Linked DNA regions of Sus scrofa: region 1 is linked to region 2. A link is a contact called in public HiChIP or PLAC-seq data. All regions are on one chromosome and are shown on one strand. The core of a region is the stretch at or near the end of the contact, and the rest is flanking DNA. Distances in the headings are between cores, read along the strand shown.

Evidence for each region. HiChIP or PLAC-seq counts read pairs in DNA pulled down with a chosen protein or histone mark.
Region 1: a contact with region 2 is called in an H3K27ac HiChIP or PLAC-seq map of alveolar macrophages. The contact joins the promoter of ASRGL1 here to the promoter of UBXN1 in region 2. A contact is called at or near these places in 1 of 5 promoter capture datasets (fetal liver) and 1 of 2 datasets of contacts at active chromatin or transcription factors (alveolar macrophages).

What each region holds. Positions count from the first base shown.
Region 1 is chr2:9,349,242-9,356,546 of Sscrofa11.1, reverse strand. It overlaps ASRGL1 (isoaspartyl peptidase/L-asparaginase), which reads left to right and starts at 3,163. Exons shown (of 7, transcript XM_005660800.3): 1 at 3,163-3,344; 2 at 3,924-4,127. The coding sequence starts at 3,935.
Region 2 is chr2:9,070,135-9,077,308 of Sscrofa11.1, reverse strand. UBXN1 (UBX domain-containing protein 1) reads right to left here and starts at 4,760. Exons shown (of 9, transcript XR_002341466.1): 1 at 4,272-4,760; 2 at 4,086-4,173; 3 at 3,893-3,946; 4 at 3,696-3,802; 5 at 3,540-3,609; 6 at 3,121-3,312; 7 at 2,977-3,028; 8 at 2,024-2,858; 9 at 1,714-1,852. It overlaps LOC100621476 (ubiquinol-cytochrome-c reductase complex assembly factor 3), which reads left to right. Exons shown (of 2, transcript XM_003353827.3): 2 at 1-254.

The sequences.
Region 1 (7,305 bases), core at 1,914-4,413, 280 kb before region 2:
ACACCAGATCCACAGTAACCCAGGATCCGAGCTGCGTCTGCAACCTACACCACAGCTTATGGCAACACCAGACCCTTAACCTATTGAGCAAAGCCAGGGATCGAACCCACAACCTCATGGTTCCTAATCGGATTTGTTAACCACTAAGCCACGTCGGGAACTCTCAATTTTTTTTTTTTTTTTTTTTTTTTTTTTTTTTTTTTTTTTGATGGCTGCACCCATGGCATATGGAAGTTCCCAGGCCAGAGAGTAAATCCCAGCCGCAGCTGTGGCAACAGGAGATCCTTTAACCAACTGCCAGCCAGACCAAACCTGCCCCTCCACAGGGACCTAGGCTGCTGCCATCAGATTCTTAATCCACTGCAACACATTAGGAACTCCTGTATTCTTTTTTAAAATATTCTTTTCCATTATGGCTTCTCATAGGATATTGAGGCAGTTCCCGTTGAGTCTCAGAGGGAACATATCTGACTAGCATCCATGAGGTCACAGGTTTGATTCCTGGCCTCGCTCAGTGGGTTAAGGATCTGGCATTGCGGTGAGCTGTGGTGTGATCAAAGATGTGGCTTGGATCCAGTGTTGCTGTAGCTGTGGTGTAGGGCTGTGGCTACAGCTCCAATTTGACCCCTAGCCTGGGAACCTCCATATGCCTCGGGTGTGGCCCTAAAAAACAATTAAAAAGATATTGCATATAGTTCCCTGTGCTATACAGTTGTCTATCCATTCTCTATATAATAGCTCACATCTGCTAACCTCAGCCTCCCCCTCTCCCACTCCAACCATCTCTCAACCCTCTCCCTCTTGGCAACCACAGTGATTCTGACACTGGATAAAGTCTGAGACTATGGCTGGGTTACATGGTTCTCACCCTTCCCATCACAGGGGTCAGGGTTCAGGACTGGGGGCACCGTCCCCCAGGTGGATCCTAATGTTGACTGTGCAGCCCCAGGACATGACCGGTGCCCACATCCTTGGTGAAATTCCCCCACCTTATCTATCAGCACAGAAGCGGCTGCTTATCTGTCCCTCTCTTTCAAGGCTGTAACAACAGAAGAGAAGGGGACCCATATCACTCAGGGTCTCATTTCCTTCTAAGACCTCTTGAGACTGTTACCGACACAGCCAGCTTATCTTCTTGGGGAAGCCAGTTTAACAAATTTGGGTCTTGCTGACCCCATATAAAGTTACGCTTTGGTTCATGCCGCATTTTGAACCAAAATGTACTATTTGAAGAGTTAAGAAAAAGCAGCGACAGAGTTAGGAGTTGTCCAGCAGACTGAAACCTTAACGTCTTTTCTCAAAAAGCAAATCCAGTCAAGTTGCAATCGTAGCAGGAGGAACTGCGGGTTTCCTGGTCAAGGTTACAGTATGGCACATTTTGGGCTGAGGCAGGCCTCCTTTCCAGGGCCTTGACTTTAGACAGATGTTGAGTTTATCTTCATCCCCTGGCTTGTGCTGTCAAACTGGGTCCCTAAGAGGTACCCCAGGGACAGAGGGATGAAGGCTGGTCTTCCAAGTAGCTGCAGATCAGCCACAACTTGATTATGACACACAGATGCAACTACCCAGAGAAGAAAGAGAAAGAAGTTTCTAGAGTAAAAAAAAAAACAAAAAAAAACAAAAAAAACTTAAAAGAGACACGTGCACCCGCATGTTCATTGCAGCACTATTCACAAGAGCCAGGACATGGAAACAACCCAAATGTCCATCGACAGATGATTGGATTCGGAAGATGTGGTATATATACACAATGGAATACTACTCAGCCATAAAAAAGAATGACATAATGCCATTTGCAGCAACATGGATGGAACTAGAGAATCTCATCCTGAGTGAAATGAACCAGAAAGACAAAGACGAATACCATATGATATCACTTATAACTGGAATCTAATATCCAGCACAAATGAACATCTCCTCAGAAAAGAAAATCATGGACTTGGAGAAGAGACTTGTGGCTGCCTGATGGGAGGGGGAGGGAGTGGGAGGGATCAGGAGCTTGGGCTTATCAGACACAACTTAGAATAGATTTACAAGGAGATCCTGCTGAATAGCATTGAGAACTTTGTCTAGATACTCATGTTGCAACAGAACAAAGGGTGGGGGAAAAAATGTAATTGTAATGTATACATGTAAGGATAACCTGACCCCCTTGCTATACAGTGGGAAAATAAAAAATAAAAAAAATTTAAAAAAAGAAGTTTCTAGAGTGCCTTTTGCGAGAAACAGTCCAGTGTTGAGAGCACTTTCATAGCTTCCTGGCTGTCTAGGGGAAATTTCATAAGCAACAATTGCCAAATGCAGAGCTGTGTTAGCCAGAGCAGTCAGAAAGTCAATGAGATACTTTGGGTTGCTTATGGCTTCTCATCCAGATCGCTGTGGACTCTGACAAAAGGACTTAGAAAAGGACTTTGTGCTCTCTGCATGTAGTGTCTGCTGCTTATGTCTCCCAGGTCAAAGCTTCAGGCCCCGTGAGCTTTTGTGGGCTATTTTACATAATAGAATAATGTATCCATAAGTTCATGCCGTTAATCTAGCATCTCACAGTTGCCTTAGGGGATAGAAAAGTAAACTTCTATTTTTAGGTCGCCATGGTAACAGTAATCTAGGGCAATTTGGTGGGGGGGGGGTGAATACGGGTGATTGGTTCAATCATCTAGGGGGTCAGAGCCTTAAAGGAACGCTCTGGGACAAGGAGGAGGAAAAGTGTCCACAAAAAATCAGGGCACTTGTAGTTGAAGGAATTTACAGCTGGGATCCTGAGGTTCAGAGGAGGGGTTTCAGACCCTTCAGTGCACCCCAGGCACAGATCCAGAACAATTACAGAGTTTATCTTTCTGTTCTTTATCAAATGTTAAGCGGAGAGAACATTGAAAGGAAGAGATTGCGTTTAAAAGAATAACTAGCAAGGCTAGGAAACACTTCTGGCCGAAGAAGGATTTTAGTGTGTGCAGCGAGGCATCACTTCACCCATCTCGCCAACGCCACCACACCATCCCAGTTTCATAAGCAGGAGGAGTGCCCTGCATCCCACTGGGTAGCTCGCATACGTGAAGAGCCAGCATAACCCCTGTCCTAGGAGCCGGACAGCCGGAGTCCAGCCCTCAGTGGCGACGCGGACAGAAGAGCTTGTGCTGCGGCCGCCAGTAGAGGCTTTACGGTAATTCGCGGGGCGGGGCCCGGCCTTCGCGCGCAGGCGCGCAGCCGTTGCGGGTCCAGTGGTTGCGAGCAGAGCGGTTTCCCGAGTGGCTCCGCTGGGAGGGACTGGGCTGTGCAGGTTCCGAGGCCGGCGGGCAACTCCGCCCGGCCTGAAGCCCCGGCGTCCGCCTCCTTCACCGTCCTTGGTAGGTGGACGGCCCTGCGGGAGCCTCGCCAGAGACCCGGGGAAGCACCCGTCGCGGTGCCGGGCGCTGGAGGCGGGAGGGCGCCGGCGAGATCGCGACCTCAGGCGCCCCTGACTCCGCGGCGGGGGTGGGAGCGGGGAACGGGTCTCCCCAGGAAACCGAGGCCCGATGTGGGACCCGGGAGGAAGCCTGGAGCGGAGGTTCCGGGCGCCTTCCCCGCCCCTCCCGGGCCGAGGACCCAGCCTGGGACGGGAGCCGGGGTTTCCCGGGGACTCTGAGCCCGGAGGAGGCGGCGAGGAGGGGGTGCGGGCTCCGGGGAGGGGAGCATCGCCCCACCACCGCGAGTCCGGCAGGTGCCTCCGGCCGGGGCCGGGCGATCTGCGCTTTTCGTGCAAAGTTCAGGCCTCGCTGCCTCTGCCCTTCGTACTCCCTGGATCTCAGGAATTTGCCTGCGGCTGTAAACCTTGCATCCCACCCCACCCCTGCCCAGTAGAAACCGAACCTTGTCCCCAGCAGGAGACGTTAGCTCCGTGCGGTTTGGGGCCCGCTTGAAACGACTTTCATCTTCCTGACCCCTAGGATCCGTCGCCATGAATTCCGCCGTCATCGTGGTCCACGGCGGCGGAGCCAGCTGCATCTCCAAGGACCGGAAAGAGCGGGTCCGCCAGGGCATCGTCAAAGCCGCCACCGTGGGTTACAACATCCTCAAAGAAGGAGGGAGCGCCGTTGACGCTGTGGAAGGAGCCGTCGTTGTCCTGGAAGACGATGCCGAGTTCAACGCAGGTAGGTTTGCCCTGCAGCCAGCAACTGCTGCCAGACCGGAGTAAGCTTGTCCCCACCCCCACCCCCAAATAAATAGGACCTTTCTCAGTGGAGCTCTTCTGCTTTATGGTAAAAATCTAATATGCTGAAGAGATTCCATTTTTCTCTCCTTACCTGTTGACCAAGTTGCTTTAAAGAACCGTAAAATTCGTTCTGCACCCCATTTTCTTTACCCGGCTTCTTAGAATTCACATACCAAGGGCCTTTTTTATTCCATCTTTTTAGGGGGCAGGGGTTGGCTCCTGTTGGGTGGTAATCTCAGAAGCTGCCAGGTGTAATCTAACAGGGAGGAACTGAAGAAAAAGGCAGACCACTCCAGGTTGGTAGGTGGCAGGTTTAATAAGCATGGAACATACAGAAGAGGCTTGTCTTGCAAGATAAATAGACCTCTTTCTGAACCAGCCAGAATCTTAAAAGCCATGTGGTCTTTTTTTTTTTTTTTTTTTCCTTTTTTTTTTCTTTTTAGGGCTGCACCCATGGCATATGGAGATTCCCAGGCTAGGGGTCAAATTGGAGCTGCCGGCCTACACCACAGCTCACAGCAACGCGGAATCCTTAACCCACTGAGCAGGGCCAGGGATCAAACATGCGTCCTCATGGATGCTAGTCAGATTTGTTAACTGCTGAGCCACGATGGGAACTCCTTATTTTATTTATTTATTTTTTTAAGCCGCATGGAGCTCTTATCTGGGTCCAGTCACATAAACCACCCCGATGATCTCAACACATTTTTCTCTTACAGCTGCGTCCTTGGGCAGCTTCTAGCTCAGGACTAGCAAGTGGAGGGCACATTCTAAGGACAGGGGAGGGGCAGAAGGGCCACTGACCGCCTTGGGGCCCGCTTGCAGGTGACTGGCAGTCGTCCTCAGTGATTCCTCCCAACACTCCATCCCTCATCACCGGCCTTTGCCATCGCACACACCCCCTCTTCCGCATTGTGCCCTGAGTGGTCAACAAAGTTGACCCCTTGTTGGGGGCTCAGTTGGCAGGTCTCTGGCTTCGTTGGAGCTGATGCCACAGCAGTGATACAGGCACATGCAAAAAAGATACGAGTTAAGGCAATAATTCCCCAAATCAGTGATACCTTTTTCCACCGAGAGCTTCATGGTTCAAACCATTGTTACTAAGTCCCCTAGGCAGGGGCCGGGTCACCGAGGGCGTTCACTTGTGCTCTCCTGTGATTTAACGAAGACAGCACCTTAACAGACTCCTCGGCTGTGCGCACACAGCATTCTGTCTGGATGGTGTTACAGGTGCCTCCTTGCGAAGCAGTAATGCCATCCAAGGCCATCCTATTTTGGAGGAGGGTTCTTATGAGAGACATTTCTGCGTGCAGTAGAGACAGGCCTTGTTAGAATTCCCATCATGGCTCTGGTTACGAACCCAACTAGTAGCTATGAGGATGCAGGTTCGATCCCTGGCCCTGCTCAGTGGGTTAAGGATCCAGTGTTGCCTTGAGCTGTGATGTAGGCCACAGTCTCGGCTCAGAACCCATGTGGCTGTGACTGTGGTGTAGGCGGGCAGCTGCCGTTCCAATTCAACCCCTAGCCTGGAAACTTCCATATGCCGCCAGTGTGGCCCTAAAAAAAAGACAGGCCTTGTTGGCTATCCTTCACAGCTCGGTGAGTGACTTTAGTAGGGACCTCTGTGTGTGGTGTCACGTCCTCCAGGCCAGTGGAGGGGACAAAGCCAGCAGCCAAACGATCATTCCAGTGGGAACCAGAACATGCCCACCTGGCCTTGAGGAGAGAGCAGCTGGCAACCCCAGGAACTTGACCTGGTTTTGCGAACCATACATGTCAGGCTGAGGAGCTGGAGTGGAGGCAGGGACGCCAGACCAGAACCCCTGCCTCCTCCTTTTCTCAGTGGCACGCGGTCCATTCTGGGTGTGATGCATTTCCTCGGGTCCAGCTAGAGGCTGACGTCAGAATCCCAGTGGAGATGGAGTCAAGCCCCCTCATCCATCCCCATGGGACGTTCCACTGCAGATTCTAGCAGATAACTCCTTTCCCAGGTGTGTGGGGCTTGATCCACAGTGAGAGTCGGGACAGTGGCTGTTTCCTGACACAGCTTCTCGGTATCGGGTGTTTCAGAGGGTCCCCAGTCTGCACAGGGGCAGGGGCCCACCTGCTTGATCACTGCAGTGTGTGAAAGCCTTAGTGCTTTAGTCCACCTGGCCAAGGTGGTTTGATCTGTTAGTCATTTAACATACTGCTTTAATATTCCATTGTCCGCCTTTATCAGCCCTGCTGCTGGTGGGTTATAGGGGAGGGAGAACCTCCATTCAAAGTCATATCATGTTCTTGTGCCCAGTCTTGCATAGCATAACCTTTTTTTTTTTTTCTTTTAAGGGCGGCACCCGTGGCACATGGAGGTTCCCAGGTTAGGGGTCGAATCGGAGCTTCAGCTGCCGGCCTACGCCACAGCCACAGCAACACAGGATTTGAGCCGTGTCTGTGACCTACACCACAGCTCATGGCAATGCCAGATCCTTAAAACCCACGGAGGGGGGCCAGGGATCGAACCCGCATCCTCATGGATACTAGTTGGGTTTGCTTCTGCTGAGCCACAACGGGAACTCCCCCAACCTTTGAGATGTGACCCTGACCACTACCGATTTGACAAAGGTGTTCCCCTGTGGGCCTCAGCTTCGCTCATCTCCCAACACTGGCTGCCTGGTTTGCACGGCCACAGGGAAAAGCTTGGCTAAAGTCAGACGCAGAGTCCACACAATCCAGGGAAGCTCAGAACCCTCCCTCAGAGGGAGGAGGCTAAGATAATCCGTTTGCCAGTCCCTCTCCAGTTGGGAACTCTGGTGAGTGGCTTCAGACTCCCTTGGCACCTGCCATGGGCATCGTTAAGAACACGCGGGATGTGCTGTTACTGCATTAACCAAGTCACTGTATTTCAAGGGCAATCCAGCACCCTTGGCAATGGCCTTCCCACCTGAGTGCTGCACTGGACACTCTTATCATCTAATCTCAGGATCTCCTGAAGGGTCAGTTGCCAGGGATCGTGTGGAGCTAGGGCATCTGCTTCCTGACAGCCACAGGGTGTCAGCACCTCGGGAGCAGGGACACAGACGACAGTGAGGACTGCCTCCGGCTCTTGCAGGAAAACCAGATGTCCCTCCACACAT
Region 2 (7,174 bases), core at 3,511-6,010:
TCCTCCCTCCAGGTTTTCACTGCAGTGGTCGTCAAACTCTGAATTGGGTCATAGGATCTATTGGCGATGCCACTGAAGGGATGAGATAAAAGCTGTCAGTGGGGTGACAGCCCCATAGCCAGACCAACCAGTTCACTTCCCTTTTGTCTACCTTATGTCCTGTGGTTCCAAACAAGATTGGTGGTGGTGGTGGGGTGATGTTGGGGGGGGGGGGCAGCACCCTCGCTTTTATTAAATAAAGCTAGAACACTAAATAAAGCTTGGTGACACTGAGGTGTAAAGCCAGATGTGGGCATTGGTGCAGTTTTAAGTTACCTGATGGTGAAGTCATAAGTGGATGTATTTGTCAAGTGTGATCCTCACTTGTGGCCTCTTTCCCAGCCCAGGGGATGAGAGAAAAGAGGTCAGCAGCCATGTGAGGGAACACTAGGATCAGGTGATGGGAAGCAGCAAGAGGGGCTGTGTTGAAGGAACTTGGCAGTTTAGAGCCCGAGGCCTAGTCGGGCTCCCAGGTGGGTGTCTGTCTAGGTTCTACTACTTGCTACCTGTGCCGCTTCGGGCAAGCCTACACGTTGGTGTCCCAATCTGTAAAACGGGACCATTGGAGTTCTCTTGTGGCACCGTGGGTTGGGGATCTGGCATTGTCACTGCAGTGGCCCAGGGGTAACTGCTGTGGTTCAGGTTTGATCCCTGGCCTGGAAACTTCCACATACCCTGAACGTGGCCAAAAAGTAAAATAAAATAAAATGGGATAATGCACCACAACAGGAACTCCCTTTTTGGTTTGTTGTTCGTTTGTGTTCTGCTTTTTAGGGCTGCACCATATGGAAATTCCCAGGCTTGGGGTCAAATTGTAGCTGCAGTTGTTGGCTGACACAACTCATAGGAATGCCAGATCCTTAACCCACTGAGTGAGGCCAGGGATTGAACCCACAGCCCTACGGATACCAGTTGGGTTCATAACTGCTGAGCCACAACAGCAACTCAGAGATGCAGTTGTGAAAAGCATACTAATACACCTGTTTGTGAAAGGCCCTATTTTTTTTTTTTTTTTTTTTTTTTGTCTTTTTGCTTTTTCTAGGGCCACTTCCTGTGGCACATGGAGGTTCCCAGGCTAGGGGTCTAATCAGAGCTGTAGCCGCCTGCCTACACCAGGGCCATAGCCACACGGGATCCGAGCCGCGTCTGTGACCTACACCACAGCTCACAGCGACGCCGGATCCTTAACCCACTGAGCAAGGCCAGGGATCGAACCCGAAACCTCATGGCTCCTAGTCAGATTCATTAACCACTGTGCCAGGACGGGAACTCCAAGGCCCTATTTTTTTAAATTACCCCTTTCGGTAGCTAATACTTATTGGAGACTTATTAGGTGCCAAGCACTGTACTAAAGCACCTTGTGTCAGTATTATTTAACCCTCTACAACTCCAATTAACAGATACTATCATCTCTGCTTTACTAAAGAAGAAACTAGGCTTAATTATAGAAGGCGCGTCGCTAGTAAGGATTTCAGGCTTCGGCCCTGCCTTACCCACAGCAGCAAAAGGTGCTCCCCAGTGGACTCCCCATACTCCACCTCCCCCTCAACCTCTGCGCAACCTCTCAGACCTAGAGATTAGAAACCAGTTTCCCTTGGAAACATAAAATGAGGAATAGGGTCTATTCTAAATGTCTTCCTTCCTTCCTAGCCATTCAGGAAGGAGTCAGGCACATACAGAACTCAGAGGGTCTATTTATTAGGAAGATGTCAGTGCTTTATCAAAGATGGAAAAGTCAGAGAGGGATGGTGGGAAAAGGCCTCTCAGCTGGGACATTTCTTGGCCACAATGAGGACAGCAGAAGGCACAAGTCCTGAAGATGGAAGAAAACAGGTGTGAACCACAGCAATACCTGCTTCTTGCCTCCCCCAAGTTCCTGGCCTCGCACCATCTCCACAAGGTCCCTTCTCTTTGCACCTCCCCTTCCCTCCTCATGGATGCCTCCTATCCCCCAAATCCTGGTTTCTGGTGCCACGTGTCATACCCAGCTCCTGCAGAGGCCGCTCCATGTCAGCTTCTGAGAAGGCCCGCCGGGGGAAGCCACTGAGCAACTGCACAGGGTCCTGGCCCCCTCCTAGCTCCTCCCCACGGTGGAGCTCCACATAGAGCCTGACGGCCGCCAGCTGTTCCCGTGCCCGGAACGTCTGGGTCAGGGAAGTCCCATCTGGCAGCCTGACCTAGAGAGCAGGAGAGATGGTACTGTGAGCGTCAAAGCTGAGTAGGGGGCCCAGGTAAGGAGAAGAAGAGCAATGATGGCTTCTCTTCCTCTCTGAGACTGAACCAGCAAAATTACTATTTAAAGCATCTAAATGACCAACCACTGAGGTTCGGCTTTACTGAATGCTGGAGAGAGACTCCCGACTTATTCACAGTTTATGGAAAACAAGGACAAGATTATACCATATACCTGGACAGATCCCACAGCATGCAAACAGCTGTATAATAAACCAAATGAAAACATTATGAACAAATAAAAAGGTAAACTGCTGAATAAGAGACGGGTATGGATTTAAATAAGACTGGGGCGAGTGAAATTTGATACCGTTCCTAAGAGCAGAGGAGATAGGATTGCAAAAGTCATTTACAAAAAAGGGAGAGGTTTGGCAAAGGGGAACATAACTGAAAAAAGCTCCGGGCTGAGTTGGGTCCCTTAGAAACCAACGAAGGGGTCCCAGGAGCATGACAGGAATCAGAATCAGTACCTGGATGCGACACTGGTCATACTCCCGCTTCGTGGGAGGCTCCTGGCTGGGAGAGGCGGGAACAGGACCTGGCTCTGTCGTAGGTGGGGGTGGCTGAGAACCCACACTACCCCCATACTGGAGGACAAAGGAGATAAAACAATCAGGCACCAAGGCCACCCTTTCCTCCTCTGAAGCCAGAAAAGCTTCCTGACCCACCTACTTCATCATCCTCAGGCTCTTCCCAATCACCTACCTTCTTGGCTCTCTCTGCTTTGTCCCTTTCGATCTTTTCTCGGACTCTTTGTCTGGAACGCAGACAGGAACAAAGCAGGTCAGACACGGACAGAACAAATCCTGATTCCTTCCTCATCTCAGCCAACAGTCCCAGCACCCAGACCTGGCCGCTAACTCTTCAGCCTTTTCCCTCCGCCGCTCCTCAGCAGCCCGGCGCATCTCATCCTCCTGGAGCCGCTGTCGGGCAGCTGACAACTCCTGCCCTTGTCTCCTGCGCTGCCGTTCGCGTTCCAGGGCCTCCCGCTCCTCTCTCTCTTCACGTTCCCGCTGCTTCTGGGCCAGCAGCTCCAACATCCTGTGGCGCAGCAAGTTCAAGAGAAATGAATGTAAACTGGGAGTTTATGACGGCAGTCTCAGGAAAACAAAATCTGCGAACACGGTCCCAAAACAGATGGAAGACTCAAAGAGGAAAAAGCCAAGAAAGACAGAGGGAAGGCGGAAAGTTCGAGGTTCTTTGATCAGACTTGTGTACTGGGGAGAAGTGGGAGGTGACCCTCAGGAATGTGGGCTTGTTTCTCACACCTCTTAGTCTGTTCCTGTCTTTCCTCTTCACTCAACGGGGGTTTGCCTTCTCCGGCAGCAGACCCAGGTCCTGCAAAGAAACAATCAGTGTTATTACTCGTTCAGCCTCCTTCTCGGGCCCTCCTGAATAATCACGCTGTGTCCCTCAGTCAGGACCTTCGGGGCTACTTTGCTCCGAAGGGGTGGGTTCCCGTCCCAGGACATGTCCAAGGGGGGTCGCTAGTGGCTCGTCCACATCGGGGTCGTCTTCGTGCTCCATCAACCTGGCGGGGAAAGTCAGGAGGAAGGTCATAACGTTGAGACTGCCCCTCCCAGCCGCCCCCAGGCCCCTTGCACCCGGTCTCAGCTCTCACCAGTCCATCGCAGCCTCGATGCCCTGGTTCCCTGTGAGGGCCAGAGCCTTCTCCCTGGGGGCAGAAACACCGTGAATAGCGCCCACCAGCCATGGCGCTCATCAGGCTGGGGCGGAGAGCCTGAGGCCAGGCTGGGGCAAAGGCCTGGGCAGGTCCGCGACCCCCGCGGTCCCGCGTTAGGGGGCTCCCTTACGCGCGTCCCCTGGGGAAGCCCATCTCGATGAGACTCTCCAGAGCCGTCAGCTCCGCCATGACGCCGCCACCGCCGCTTCCGCGGGGACCTGGAGGGACGAGGAGGGTGGAGGGGGTCGGCGTGGTGCGCCCCCCGCCGGCGCGCAATCCCGCCTCCAAAGCCCCAGCCCGGGGCTCGCTTACTCACCGGCAGCGGCCCGGCCGCGGACACTGACGAGAAGAAAGCCCGGGGGAAGCGGAAGTGCCCGAATCTGTTTGGGTCACGTGGAGGCGGCCGTGGACGGGTGCCGCAGAGAGCCAGACCACGCGGGCCCGGCCCGGCCGCCCCCGCCCAGAGCGGACCCCGACCGGCGGCGCGTGGGAGTCGCGGACGGGAGGGGACGCCACCGCTCCACATCCTCAGCCGAGGCGCCTTGGCGGTGGTGGAGAGGAAGGATGATGCCCCCCTGAAACCCATGGGCCCATGAAGCCAGTTCCCGATACGACCCCTTAGCGAAACCGTTTGGAAAGTTATAGAGCAATGTCCATAGAAATGCATGCGCTCTTTGACCTGCTCATCCTCTGGGGGGAGTTGAGCCATCCTCCGCCCCCACTGCCAAAGCGATCTTTGCAAAACACAATATCTGATTAGATCCTGTCATCACCTCCCTGATTAAGACTTCTCCATGAGGCGTTCCCATCATGGCGCAGTGGTTAAGGAATCCGACTAGGAACCATGAGGTTGCAGGTTCGATCCCTGGCCTTGCTCAGTGGGTTAAGGATCCGGCATTGCTCTGAGCTGTGGTATGGGTCGCAGCCGCAGCTCGGATCCCAAGGTTGTGGTGGCTACAGCTCTGACTGGACCCCTAGCCTGGGAACCTCCATATGCCCAGGAGCGGCCCAAGAAATGGCAAAAAGACAAAAACAAAAAACAAAACAAAAAAAACCCACTTCTCCGTGAGAAGTTCCTGTTGTGGAGCCGGGGAAACGAACCTGACTGGTATCCATGAAGATGCCGTTCCGTTGGTGGGTTTAGGGTCTGGCATTGCTGTGAGCTGTGGTGTAGGTTGTGACTTGGATCTGGCGTGGCTGTGGCTGTGGCTGTGACCGGCAGCTACAGCTCCTATTTGACCTCTATCCTGGGAACCTCTATATGCCATGCCATGAGTTCGGCTCAGAAAAAGACTTCTCTGTGACACCCCAGTCTCCCAGGAGGAAACTTAAATGCCAGTAGTCTGGCAACCTCCTACCCGATTTTTTGTTTGTTTGTTTGTTTGTTTGTTAATGTCCCATTTGTAAAGCGAGGATAACCATAGCACGAACCTTAGGCACCAGACAAAACTGTACTGTGTAAATGTTGGTAGTTAGTATTGAGTTCATCCCCCATCACTTGAGGTTACCTAGTGCAGATTGCAAAACAGGCCTTCTAGTTCTTCCTGGCTTTTGCACATACCAGTTCTTCTGTCTGGGTTTTCCTGCCTCTTCTGTGGCAGGAAATAACCCCCAGTCACCTTTTGGACTGGACTCTGGGTTTGCTTTCTGAGGGAATCCTGCTTTGACCACCCCCTCTCCACCTCCTAGCTCCAGTATTTATTCCATTAACATTTAGCCCCCTGCTATGTAGTCTTGTTGACTGCTTAGCCCTCCATCGCCCCCTATGCTGTTAGGTCCCTTAAGTTAAAGGTAACTTTAAATATTTATTAGGAGGCAGAGTAATAATAAGTTACTGGTATCAATAATATATGCACCAGAGATTGTTATAGTTGATGTATATTTAGTCATCACAACAGTCCATGTGCTATAGAAACTATTATCGATCACAGGAAATAGGCACAGAAAGATCATTTACTGAAGGTCACAGAGCTAGTAAGGAGTAGCACGAGGATTCAGACCTACTGAGTGTGCATTCATGAGACTGCTATGCTATGCTGCCTCACTGTGGTGGAGCAAAGAGCATCAGCTTTGGAGTTGGGCAGTTTGGGCTGAAATCCCAACTCAGCGCCTTACTTATGGTTTCAAATCCGTTAGAACCTTAAACGTCTCATCTGTGAAAATGTGAAACCATCTTTTGGAATGATTTGTGATAGAGATCAAGTGAGAACGCATGTAAAACATATCTTTAAATAATGAGATAGTAGGCCCTCATTATTTGTAAATGAATAAATGCTGAGGAAATACAGGGTCAATTAAAACAATTTTTTTTTTCCTTTTTCTGTCTTTTTTGCCTTTTCTAGGGCCGCTTCTGCGGCATATGGAGGTTCCCAGGCTAGGGGTCTAATCAGAGCTGCGAGAGCCACAGCAACGCCAGATCTGAGCCGAGTCTGCAACCTACACCACAGCTCACAGCAACGCCGGGTCCTTAACCCACTGAGCAAGGCCAGGGATCGAACCCAAAACCTCATGGTTCCCAGTCGGATTCCCGCTGAGCCACGACGGGAACTCCCCCCCACCAAAAAAATTTTTTTTTTTCTTTTGGGGGCTGCACCCTTAACATCATGCAGAAGTTCCAGGGCCAGGAATCCGACCTGTGCCACAGCAGTGACAATGCCAGATCCTGTGTGTGTGTGTGTGTGTGCGTGCGCGTGCACGCACGCGTGCCCACACGCACACTTTTTAGGGCTGAACCCATGGCACATGGAGATTCCCAGGCTGGGGTTCAAATAGCTGCTGGCCTACACCACAGCCACAGCAACGCAGGATCCCTAACCCACTGAGCAAGGCTAGGGATCCAACCTGCGTATTCATGGATGCTAGTCAGACTTATTACCCACTGAGCCAGGACAGGAACTCTGGCAACGCCAGATCCTTAACCCACTGAGCCACCAAAGAACTCTAGGAATTAAATTTAAAAGTCACTAAGTATTCACTGCCATGTGATGAGTGTTCTAGGTAACAAATGTATTCTAAGTTTATTCCAGAGGGCCAATAATAAAATAATGATTAAATAGTATAGTACTGCCTCTCTCACCTCATTTCAGATGGGTACCCTATAGAAATACACAAATAAGGGAGTTCCCGTCGTGGTGCAGTGGTTAACGAATCCGACTAGGAACCATGAGGTTGCGGGTTCGGTCCCTGCCCTTGCTCAGTGGGTTGAGGATCCAGCGTTGC